2 separate regions of the Mus musculus genome follow, and region 2 is linked to region 1. A link is a contact called in public HiChIP or PLAC-seq data. All regions are on one chromosome and are shown on one strand. The core of a region is the stretch at or near the end of the contact, and the rest is flanking DNA. Distances in the headings are between cores, read along the strand shown.

Region 1 (5,698 bases), core at 2,430-4,929:
CTCAGTAAAAACACAAAAGCAGTTTTCAGGGCTGGGGCATAGCCCAGCAGTAAAGTCTAGAATCCCCCAGGGAGGGGCTGGGGGCATGGCTCAGTAGCAACACCTCTGCCTAGAATCCCCCCAGTGAAGGGCTGGGGGCGTGGCTCAGTGTTAGAGCCCCTGCCTAGAATCCCCCAGGGAGGAGCTGGGGACATGGCTCAGTGGTAGAGCCCCTGCCTAGAATCCCCCAGGGAGGGGCTGGGGGCATGGCTCAGTGTTAGAGCCCCTGCCTAGAATCCCCCAGTGAGGTGATGGGGCCATGACCTGGTGGTAAAGCTCTTGTCTAGCATGCATGAGATCCTAGGCTGCATTCCAACACCTCACAAAAATTAAAAGTAGGGAGGGCTGGTGAGATGGCTCAGCAGGTTAACACCTTGCAACCCTGACAACCTGAGTTCAATTCCTGGAACCTTCAGTAGAGAGAGAAAACTGACTTCCAAAGTAGTGTTCTGACTTCAGATCCATGATGTTGCACTAGTGCCCCCCCAAACATGCATACACATATACACACACACACACATACATACACCTATAAACATATATACACACATATATGTATACATATACACACATACACATAATATAAACATATGTACACACATAAATACATAATAATAATAATAATAATAAATAAAATAGGAAAGAGACTCCTGAGCCTGGCTGAGGAGCTACTCCTGGCTTCTGGGAAAAGGAAGACTCAGTTTCCCTCCAGGATGTGGCTGCTGGTAGGTTGCCCACGGCTCCATTTCTATGAGCATGCAAGCTGCACTAACCAGATTCAGCGGATCATAAATATAAAGAGGGCATGAGGACAGGAGAAGGACCTGTTGGGGAGGGGTCAGGAGGAGTGGGTGCCGGGGTCAATGTGACCTAGATACATTGCATACATGCATGAAGTTGTCGAAGAATAAATAAAAGGTTTTTTTTTTGTTGTTTTGTTTTGTTTCAGGGCAAGGTCTTACTACACAGCCCTGGATAGCTTGGACCAGGCTGGCCTTAAACTCACAGAAATTCACTTGCCTCTGCCGGCCATCTGCTGGGGTTAAAGGCGTGTACCTATACTTAACAATAAATTGGATTCTTAGAGACCGGAGAGTTTGCTCTGAAGATTGGTTATGAGCCTCATGGGGGGGCTCATAACCACTTGTAAAACTTCAAGCTATACATACAAATAAATTAGAGGCCCTAGTACTTGCAAAACCAGGTCTGTCTGGTCTAATTTTCTTTCTATTGTGATAAAACACTGTGTGAGAAAGCACCTGAGGGGAAGAGACGGATTATGTAGCTCACAATTCCAGGTGATAGTCTGGACAAGTGTGGGCAACTGTGGGCACGTCAAGGCAGGAAACTAAACCATCCCATCCAGAGTCAAGAGCAGAGAGTGAACAAACGCACAGGTCTGTTGCTTGTTTCTTACACTCAGTTAACTTTCTGTTCTTATACAGTTCAGTATCCCCTGCCTAGGGAATGGCGCCACCCACAGTAGGCTGGGTCTTCCTATATCAACTAATAACCAAGACAACCCGCTTCCCAGACATGGCCACATGCTAGTGTGACCTGGATAATTCCTCATTTGAGACTCTCTTCCCAGCTGATTCTAGATTGAGGCAGTTAAAACTGACCAGTACAAAAAGAAACCTAACCAGTACACCACTCAACCCTCCCAATGATACAACCCTTCAATACAGTTCTCCACGTTGTGGTGACCTGCAACCATAAAATTATTCTCACTGCTACTTTGTAACTGTAATCTTGCTGTTATGAACCACAACGTAAGTATCTGTGTTTTCTGATGGTCTTACCTGACCCATGGGTTAAGAACTGGTACACCTTCCAACGCCCTGAAGTTTCTCTCCTTCTTCTCCCCAGAAACACCATTTCCTCTTTCAGTAGAACGACTCCGTAATCATGCCCATCTCTAAATAGCAGGCTGTCTGCTGTAACTTCTGTTTTAAACTTTTGGGGTATTTTTAGCTGACACATAAGAATGGCTCACACTCCAGTGATCCTCATTTTCTTAAGACTGACAGGAGGTCTACTTACAAATGGGGCTTAGGGTGAATGTGGGCTCAGGGTCCCCATGTTGATGTGCTGTTCAAGCCAGGGCAACTACTGTTTCCATCCCTTGATACATCTACCTTTGTTGTTGCTGGTTTTGATTTTTGGGTTTTTGTATAGGGAGACTTTGAAGACCCCTCAAGTCTTCATGATAAAATACAAACAGGGGGCTTGGGATGCAGCTCAGCCGGCGGAGCGCTCGGAGAGCATGCAAGGGCCCCTGGAATCCAACCCCAGCACTGAGGAGGTAGAGGCAGGAGGATCAGGAGTTCAAGGCTATCCTCAGACACACAGCAAGGCAAATGATACCACTTCACATCTATACACATGCACATTCCCTCCCCACCCCCAACCCCCGTCTATACAAAATCTCTGTGTGTGCCTATGTTCCTGTGACATGCACATGTGCATATGGGCCAGAGGCCAATGTGAAGTCTCCGCCACCTTAGGTCTTGAGACAGGGTCTCTCTCTAAATCCGGAGTCTACAGATTTAGCTAAGCTGTTGGTCAGCAAGCCCCAGAGATTCTCCGGTCTCTGCCTCCCCAGTGTTGGGATTACAAGCATGCACCCCCACAGCCTGCATTTTTTTCCCCTTGGCTCTGGGGGTTAACCTGAGGTCCTTGTACTTACCTACTGAGATACTACCTCAGTGCTTTGCTGTTGTTCAGAGACAGGCTCTTGTTCTGTAGCCCAGGTTGGCTCACTTTGTAGCCTAGGCTGACCTCAGACTCACTGTCCATGCCTCGCTGCTTCTAACTTCTCTTAATTTTCCAACACGTCTGGGCAGTTTCTTATTCAGTAATCATATTTTTCACTCCCCCAGAGCCTTTCTGCCCTGATGAATATCCATGCAACATGAATATTCATATGAACATGAATATTCATGTGCACATATTTGTCTCCACATGAGTATCTGTAGTGATATGAATATGCATGGTCCTATATTCACTGGTAGTCTCAAGTGCCTTCTCCTATTTTGCAGATGACTGACCATCTTCCCCATGGAAAGTTCTGGATGCTTCTACCATGGAGACTGCAATGTTAGTCACTGGCCTCAGGAGAGTAGAATAGGAAGAGGCTGAAGAGAAATCAGGGCTTTGGCCTGGAGGACAGAAGAACTCAGCTTGTCCTCCAGTCTCAGCCGAAGGTTCACCTAGAACTTCCATCCTCCTGCCTCCACTTCCCGAGAGCTGAGATGACAGGCATGTTGGCTTATGGGGTGCTGGGGACCAAACCCTGGGATTTGTGCACTCCAGGCCAGCACTCTAACAACTGAGATATAGCCCCAGTCCAAAATTGCCATTTTATAAAACAGTGTTTTTGTTGGGCACGGTGTCTGAGCGAGACCATCCTGGTGTGCATAGCAAGTCCCGAGCTAGCCAGTGTTACCGAGTGACACCCTGTCTAAAAAGAAAGAATGGCTAAACTTAAATACCACCCCCCTCCCCCAAAGAAACTTGGTTAAAGGCTTGGTCCCCAGCTGGAGATTAGATAAGGAAGGAACGGACTCCATGTTAGCCCTCTGATGAGTTTAGAGCTGAATGGGCTGTTAGGAGGCGGGGCCTGGTCAGAGGAAGTAGTCACTGTGGGTGTAACATCAGACTTCCCATCCCTAAGCCACAGACTCAGCCTGTGCTCCGCCCGCCTTCTCCCCCTCCCTCTCTTTCTGGAAACCTCAAGGTTACCAACTTTCCCCCACCATGCCCTTCGGCCCTGTTGTTTCATGCTGACTACTGGCCCAAAGCACTGGAGCCGGCCAACTTTGAACTGGACCCGGCCAACTTTGAACTGGACCCTCTTTTATGTCGTGCTTAAACCCATCTTTCCTCCCATAAGTTCTTTTCATCTCAAGTATTATCACAGCCACACCAAAAAAAAAAAAAAAAAATCTGACGGAAGATGGGAACTGAGACCCAGAAAGGCTAATATACATGCCCAGGACCACACAGCAACAGGCTTCAGAGCCTGCATCCTCTCCACTATGGCACCAATGAGTGACATGGCCTCAGCCTGGACGTTGTTTGAGTTCCCATTTAGTCTCTTCTCTGGCCAGTCCCTGGGGTCCAGCTTATTCCCGAGGGAATGAGGGGTAAAGAGAGTTGGGGTACCCGGCCAGGTACCACCCACTTACCAGCACACGGTCTCCCAGGTGGAGGTCCTTGTCACCGCGCTTCACAGAACCACTGTCGGAGAGGTTGGAACCAGACTCATTGCCCGTCTTCACTGAGCTGTTAAGAACACTCTCCCGCAGGGGGATGACTCGGCCTGTGAGTGGGGGCGTGGCCGTGCCAGAATGCAGGGACAGGTTCTGGGCCGTGAGGGATTCCACCGAGTGCGTATCACTGCCCGAGCCCTCAGCGGTGGGCTGGCGGGTCAGCTTGGAGGGCCGCGTGAAGATGCCCTGTAGAGCCGGGCACTCGAAGTAGCGCACGCCACCCACAGCTCCATCGTTCTTGCCCACCGGGTCGTCCAAGACCACGCCGGCCCACTGGCCTGGCGCAAACTGTGTCTCACCCAGGTACTGCACCACGCCTGGCTTCACGCCATTCACCCACACCCTCTCGCCCACCACAAAGTCTCCCAGGAAGTCATCACCCACTTCAGCCGCCTTTGGACCTGGCTTCTCAGAGACGGTGGTGGCGGCTCCAGACGAGGAGGGGCCCGATGCCTGTTTGTGCAGGGGAGACCCTGTGGATAAGTTAAGAGGCAGGAATTAGAGCTAGCCTGGGAACTAGGGCATATAGAGCCAGAGCTCGGGGTGTCGGTGATAGTTATCTTAGGGAAACTGAGGCAGCCATGCTCAGCAGTTTGACCTGTGAAGGGCTTATTTCCTCCAGAGAGTGGGCAACCCAAAGTCTTTCCGTATTCTTCTGGCACCCACCCTGGGGTATCCAATGTTTGAGTCTCTGCCATTGACAAGAGTTCACACTAGTGGGGTGGCATGTGGCTGACAGGGTAGACACTGTATGAGGGTTGGGTTTCACCCTCAGGACATCAAAAACCAAACAATGGTCTGATGAGGTGGTCAGTGGGTCAAGGAGCCGAACGACCTGAAGTCAATCCCTGGGACACATGTGTTGGAAAGAATCAACTTCCACAGGCTGTCCTCTGATCTCCAGGGACCTCCAGATGTGTGCCACAGAATGAATGCCACCCCTCCCATAACAGACAAAGGGATATAAAACAATTCTGTACATGCCTGGCATGTCTAGGTAGCTATGGGCTGTGACCCCAGCCCTCACTGGTGTCTGACCCCATCATCGAGGACCCCACTCTACCTGTCTCTTTGCATAAAGAACAAAAAGGGGTTCCAGGGTTTGGGGGACCCAGTGCGCCTATTCTTAGAAAGAGGATACCAGCTCAGCTGTCTCTACCGTCAGCTGTCCCAGCGCACAGGACCCCCAGATAATCTCTCCCAACCCCCACCTCTCTCCAGGGTCACAGGTCCCTCCAACCAATTGCTTCAACAGCTGCTACACCTCAGGTCTCATGTCTGTGATGTCAACACAGCTGCCCTTTTAGCCATCCCCGCTTGGTCCTCCCAGCTGCCCCTGCCTCACAGAGATCAAACTCTCCTTAAATTCCCCACAGAGACAGGCA
Region 2 (5,326 bases), core at 1,857-4,356, 93 kb after region 1:
AATGTGGCATAGGCTCAGCCGTGTCATAGTCACGGTTCTTAGCCATGTGACACACACACAGGAAGGGACTGTCAGCGGCCTACAGCAAAGACTGAGGGGCTATGTTATTCTGCTTGGTCACATCTAAAGGCACATGTGTGGACTCCCTACTGAGCCCAGCAGGGTCTGAGGGGCTAATGAAGCAGACACACCTGACCAAGTGGAGCAGGCCAGGACTCCTAGGTGATCAAGAGGCTGAAGCAGGAATATTGTGAATTCAAAGGTCAATCCAAAGAGACTCTGCCTCAAACCATAAAGAGGCCTGGGGCATACATTTGCTTAGAGTCTCCCAGGGATGAACTTAGAATCTCCCAGTGAGGGTGTGGCTTAGTGGTAGAGTAACTGCCTAGCATCTCTCAGTATGCGGCTGTGGGCATGACTCAACAGTAGAGCACCTGCCTGCCTAGAATCGCTCAGGAAGGGATATACCCATGTTTAACTAGCAAGGGCAAGGCACTGGGGTTCCATTCCCAGCATGAGGGGGGAAAAGGTGGGGGAGGGGGTGCTGGAGAGATGGCTCAGAGGTCAAGAGCACAGATTGCTCTCCCAGGGGACCTAGATTTGATTCTTTTGACACCCACATGGCAGCTCACAACCATCTATAACTCCAGTTCCCGGGGGACTCCACCCTCTCCCAGCCTTTGTGTGCACCAGGCATGAATGTGGTACACACATGTACATGCAAGGCAAACAATCATTCACATACATTGTGGTTTGGAGACAGGGAGTCACTGTGTAGCTCTGGTGAGTCTGAAACTCACTGTGTAGACCTGGCTGGCCTGGAATTCACAGAGAATGGCCTGCATTTGTCTCCTAGGTGCCGCAATTATAGGCTTGTAGCAGCATGTTCCAACTTACATAAATATTTTAAATTAAAAAAAAAAAGACAGCCGAGTGTTGGTGGCACACGCCTTTAATCCCAGCACTAGCACTTAAGAGGCAGAGGCAGGTGAATTTCTGAGTTCGAGGCCAGCCTGGTCTACAGAGTGAGTTCCAGGACAGCCAGGGCCACACAGAAAAACCCTGTCCTGAAAAACCAAAAACGACAACAACAACAACAAAAAAAACCCATTGCTGGAGGAGGAGGAGGAGAAGGAGGAAGAGAGGGAGGGAGGGAGGGAGGGAGAAAGAGAGAGAGAGAGAGAGCACTTCTTCAATGGTAAGATGCCCACCCCTCACTCACATCCTGTAAGCAAACCTAATGAAACTCATTGGGCCACTACCCTATCCCACTCCCACTGAGAACATAATATATCAGGAGGGGATTAGTTGGGAAGAGAGCAGGGACCAGTGGGAACCGGGAAGGACAAGAGAGGTAATTTGGGGGTGAATATGACCAAGATGCATGTTGTATGGAAGTGTCACAAGCCTCTTAGTATGCATAATGAAAGCATACTGATAAAAAAAGACTGAAAGGGGCCTGGTGAGGTAGCTTGCAGGTGAGAGGTGCTTGCGACCGAGTCTGATGATCTGAATTCATCCCCAGGACCCACACGGTGCTGAGAAGTTATCTCTCAGAAGTTATTCTCTGGCCTACACCGTGCTACATGCACATCCATCCACACATGTGGTAATAAAAGAATGTATTAAAATATTGAAAAAAAAAAGGCAGGTGTGAGTACATGGGGTGCTTCCTGGACAGGGCCTGGGGCTTGCTTCTCAGTTGGGGATCCCTCTGAGCCCAAATGTTTTCTTCCTCCCAAGGAGCAAATGGAGGTTCAGAGAGGCGCATACTGTGCCACAAAGAAACACTGGAAAAGATGGAAACCCAGAGCAGGCCCGGTGAATTCCCTCTATCCTATCTGATGCTCTCTACCCTGAGAGTAGAGGCAGAGGGTGAGGGGAACAGAGGGTAGGGCTGCAGGAGGAATGGCCCAGCAGTCTCAGAAGGCCCCAAGGGGCCAGGCAGGGCTAGCTGTGGGTGTGTGGGGGACCGCCACAGCTCTGTGGCTCCGTGGGCCAAAATAGCTCAAAGGGAAGTGGGCAGTTTTCATATGAGCAAGGCTTGCTTCTGAGGACTGCATCGGAGCTTCTAACCTCAGTGGCCCTTCGTGAGTGATCACTGCGGCAGCTCGTTCTTCGGGGTAAAAAGGCCATGAGGGTCTGTTGGATGAAGTACATGACCCGTCTCACACCAGGGATGGCTTTATTCATGGGGTGCTACTCTGAGGCCTGCAGGCTTAGCTGAATAACATTTCTGTGGTTTGAGCCTTTGCGGCAGGGCCTCACAATGGAGTACTGCCTGGCCTTGAACTTAGGGTCTCCCCACCTCAGCATTCCTAATGCCCTGATGGAGGAGTGTACAGTACCCAGTCTGACCAAATAACTTGGGCCTTCAAATGAGGCGGAGAGAAGACCCTGAAGACACCTACTGGAGGCCAGCGGGCGACTGTTCACGTACATATGTGAGTATGTCTATGTACAGAGGTCTGGCAGGCCTTGTCCCTGGTCAATCTGGGCCACCTGTTCAAAGCCGGAACCAAGGAGCCCACCAACGTTACAAGGATTATCTGTCAGAAAGTACAAGCTGGCTCAGGCCTGGATGGACTTCTGGGGATAGCAACTTCCTCCTGGCTGGAACAGGGCTTGGGCACAGTTCCCCAAAGCATCCAAGTTCCATACACAGGCCTGTGGCATTAGCCAACCCTCAACGGGCGGGAGAATCTCACATCTCTGGCTCTTAGCTGGCCCTCTCCAGTCACTGGTAGTGACAGAACCACCCTAGGGGCTTCTTGGGGGGTCTCAGAGGCTAGGGGTTTGGGAAGCCAATGATAGATAAGTGGGTGCCTGGAGCCCTGCATAGGCTTTCCTTAAGGGCCACAGCACTAGGCCAGGGTGGGAGGTATCAGGTATCTCGGCTTCCGCTCCGTCTATCCCTAAGGGTCTTGTGGGGTGTAGCACAACAGGGGAGCACCCCTGGGAAAGGCTTACCTGAGGGTGAGGGCTCCTCACCATGGCCCCTTCATCTTGTGCCGCACACCTGCCCAAGCTGATGCCAACACCACTGACTCTGGTGAGCAGTGGGCAAGGCAGTTGGCTTCCTGTCACTACTGAATCATCTCCTCTACATCCGCCTCGGCCAGACTACTAGGGTGGTTAATGACAAAGTGGGTGGAGCAGAGACAGAAAAAGATGCAGAGATACAAAGCGAAGTTAAAGCTGGGCATGGTGGTGTGTGCTGTTAAATGCCTGCACTTGGGAAGCAGAAGCAGGCAGAGCTCTGAGTTTGAGGCCAGCCTGGTCTATATAAGCTAGGACAGCTACAGTGAGACCCTGTCTCAAAAAAGACTCCCTGGGTAATGGCACGTTCCACCAAGCTGGACAACTTGGAACCAGAGGAACCAGGGTTCCTATCACCAGGAACCATGAAGTGAGTGTCTAGTTGTCCTCTGATGCATATGTACATACACACAGGCTTATGTGCAGTGTGCATGTGCACACACATGCACATGTATGTGCACACACTCCTGGGGGTGGAGAGGCAATAAAAAAGAAAACAGACATAGGGAAAATGGGAAGTGAGAGATGGGCACAGGCACGGGCAGACTGAAAGCCAAGCACACACAGTACATGCCCACCACAGAGCAAGGTCACATGGAGGAGGGAGGGCTACAGTGATCGACGGGTAGAGAGTCAACCCCAGAGTTCACATGGACACAGACATGGAGAGGACGGAGTTTCGAGGGACATGTACACACTCACGCACGTGCCACAGTCAGACACCAGAGATGGGGACACACACACACAGATGCACAGGTCAGGAGAGGACCAGAAAGACAGAGAGGCAGATATGTAGACGCTGACAACCACAGGTAAGAGGAAGCTAGAATCCTTCCAGCATCCACAGGCATCTGAGAATGGGGATCAGAGAGAGAGATTAGGGCAGTGGAATCCCATAGAACAAATACTAACCGGCAGATAAAAGAGATAAGGGACAGAGGATACAGGGAGAAAGACGGGAATAAAGATGGCAGATGGAACAAAGGACCACTGTGCCAGAGACAGCTGGATAGACAAGCTGCCTCTGTGTGTGGGTGGTGGTAGTGGGTGAATGTAGAGGCCAGAAGTCAGTCTTGGTGTCTTCCACATTTTAGTTTCTTTGAGACCGAGTTTCTGTGTAGCCCTGGCTGTCTTGAGACTCACTCTGTAGAGCAGGCTGGCCTTGAACTCAGATTTATGCAGACTGTGTCATCTACTTTTTAAAAACCAAATTGTCAGCCGGGCGTGGTGGCGCACGCCTTTAATCCCAGCACTCGGGAGGCAGAGGCAAGTGGATTTCTGAGTTAGAGGCCACTATGGTGAGTTCCAGGACAGCTAGGACTATACAGAGAAACCCTGTCTCGAAAAACCAATCCAAACCAACCAAACAAAAAAACCCAAATTGTCTTTATTACATCTATTTCTTTGTACGTTAGTTCTTTTTTGTTTGTTTTGAGACAGGGTTTCTCTCTCTGTGTAGCCCTGGCTGTCCTGGAACTCACTCTGTAGACCAGGCTGGCCTTGAACTCAGAAATCTGCCTGCCTCTGCCTCCCAAGTGCTGGGATTAAAGGCGTGCGCAGGGCTGGTGAGATGGCTCAGTGGGTAAGACCACCTGACTGCTCTTCCAAAGGTCCGGAGTTCAAATCCCAGCAACCACGGTGGCTCACAACCATCGGTAATGAAATCTGACTTCCTATTCTGGAGTGTCTGAAGACAGCTACAGTGTACTTACATATAATAAATAAATAAATATAAAGAGTAAACAGTTAAAAAAAAAAAAAAAAAAGGCGTGCTGGAAACTACCTCTACCACTGAGCCATCTTGCCACCTCCTGGTTGTAATTTTTCTGTGTTTTGGGTTTCACTGTATAGTCCTGGCTGGCCTGGGAACTCACAGATCCTCCTGCTTCTTCCCAAGTGTTGGGACCATACCAAGCTTCCACCTTGACTGTTCCCTTTCACTGGCCAGAGACTCCAGAGACTCACCGAGTTAGTCCAGGCTGGCTGGTCCTGCAAGCTCCAGATAGCCATGTTCCCATGTCCCCAAAGCTAAGAGCACACGTCGTTTGTGCCCAGCTTCATTGAGAGCTGGGGATCCAAGCTCGGGTTCCTCAGGCTTTTGAGAACACTAATAACTGAGCACCCCCTCCACCCCCAGCCAAGGCCATTTCTCAGTTGGGGGTATCACTGCCTGTAGTGGGGAGGAAGGACATAGGCAGGAGGCAATCTGCTGTGAGTTTAGTGCTAGCCTGGGTGTTTCTTCCCCAGTCTGTGCCCCAAGCCTGCTGCTGCCACCCTGTGGTGAAGC

The links. HiChIP or PLAC-seq counts read pairs in DNA pulled down with a chosen protein or histone mark.
Region 2: a contact with region 1 is called in an H3K27ac HiChIP or PLAC-seq map of microglia, with 7 times the contacts expected there. The contact joins the promoter of Lat2 here to the enhancer-like site in region 1. A contact is called at or near these places in 10 of 39 promoter capture datasets (the C10 cell line, the HPC-7 cell line, cranial neural crest and 7 more), 6 of 15 datasets of contacts at CTCF or cohesin (CD8 T cells, the G1E-ER4 cell line, the NIH/3T3 cell line and 3 more), 103 of 484 Hi-C or Micro-C datasets (the 63-12 cell line, B cells, B-cell progenitors and 63 more), 20 of 115 datasets of contacts at active chromatin or transcription factors (the 230-238 cell line, the HPC-7 cell line, Th17 cells and 14 more) and 5 of 9 other capture datasets (adipose tissue, bone marrow-derived macrophages, liver and 2 more).

Annotation. Positions count from the first base shown.
Region 1 is chr5:134,518,357-134,524,054 of GRCm38.p6, forward strand. It overlaps Clip2 (CAP-GLY domain containing linker protein 2), which reads right to left. Exons shown (of 17, transcript NM_009990.3): 3 at 4,230-4,786. Among named protein-coding and RNA genes, the nearest start is that of Clip2, 31 kb to the right of the region's middle. Within about 2 kb of position 3,680, at least 94 of the 459 cell types and tissues checked have an H3K27ac peak or open chromatin away from gene starts, as enhancers often do. A contact at or near this core is called in B cells, CD8 T cells, the CH12 cell line and 24 more, where this site is marked.
Region 2 is chr5:134,611,919-134,617,244 of GRCm38.p6, forward strand. It overlaps Lat2 (linker for activation of T cells family, member 2), which reads right to left and starts at 3,107. Exons shown (of 13, transcript NM_020044.3): 1 at 2,971-3,107.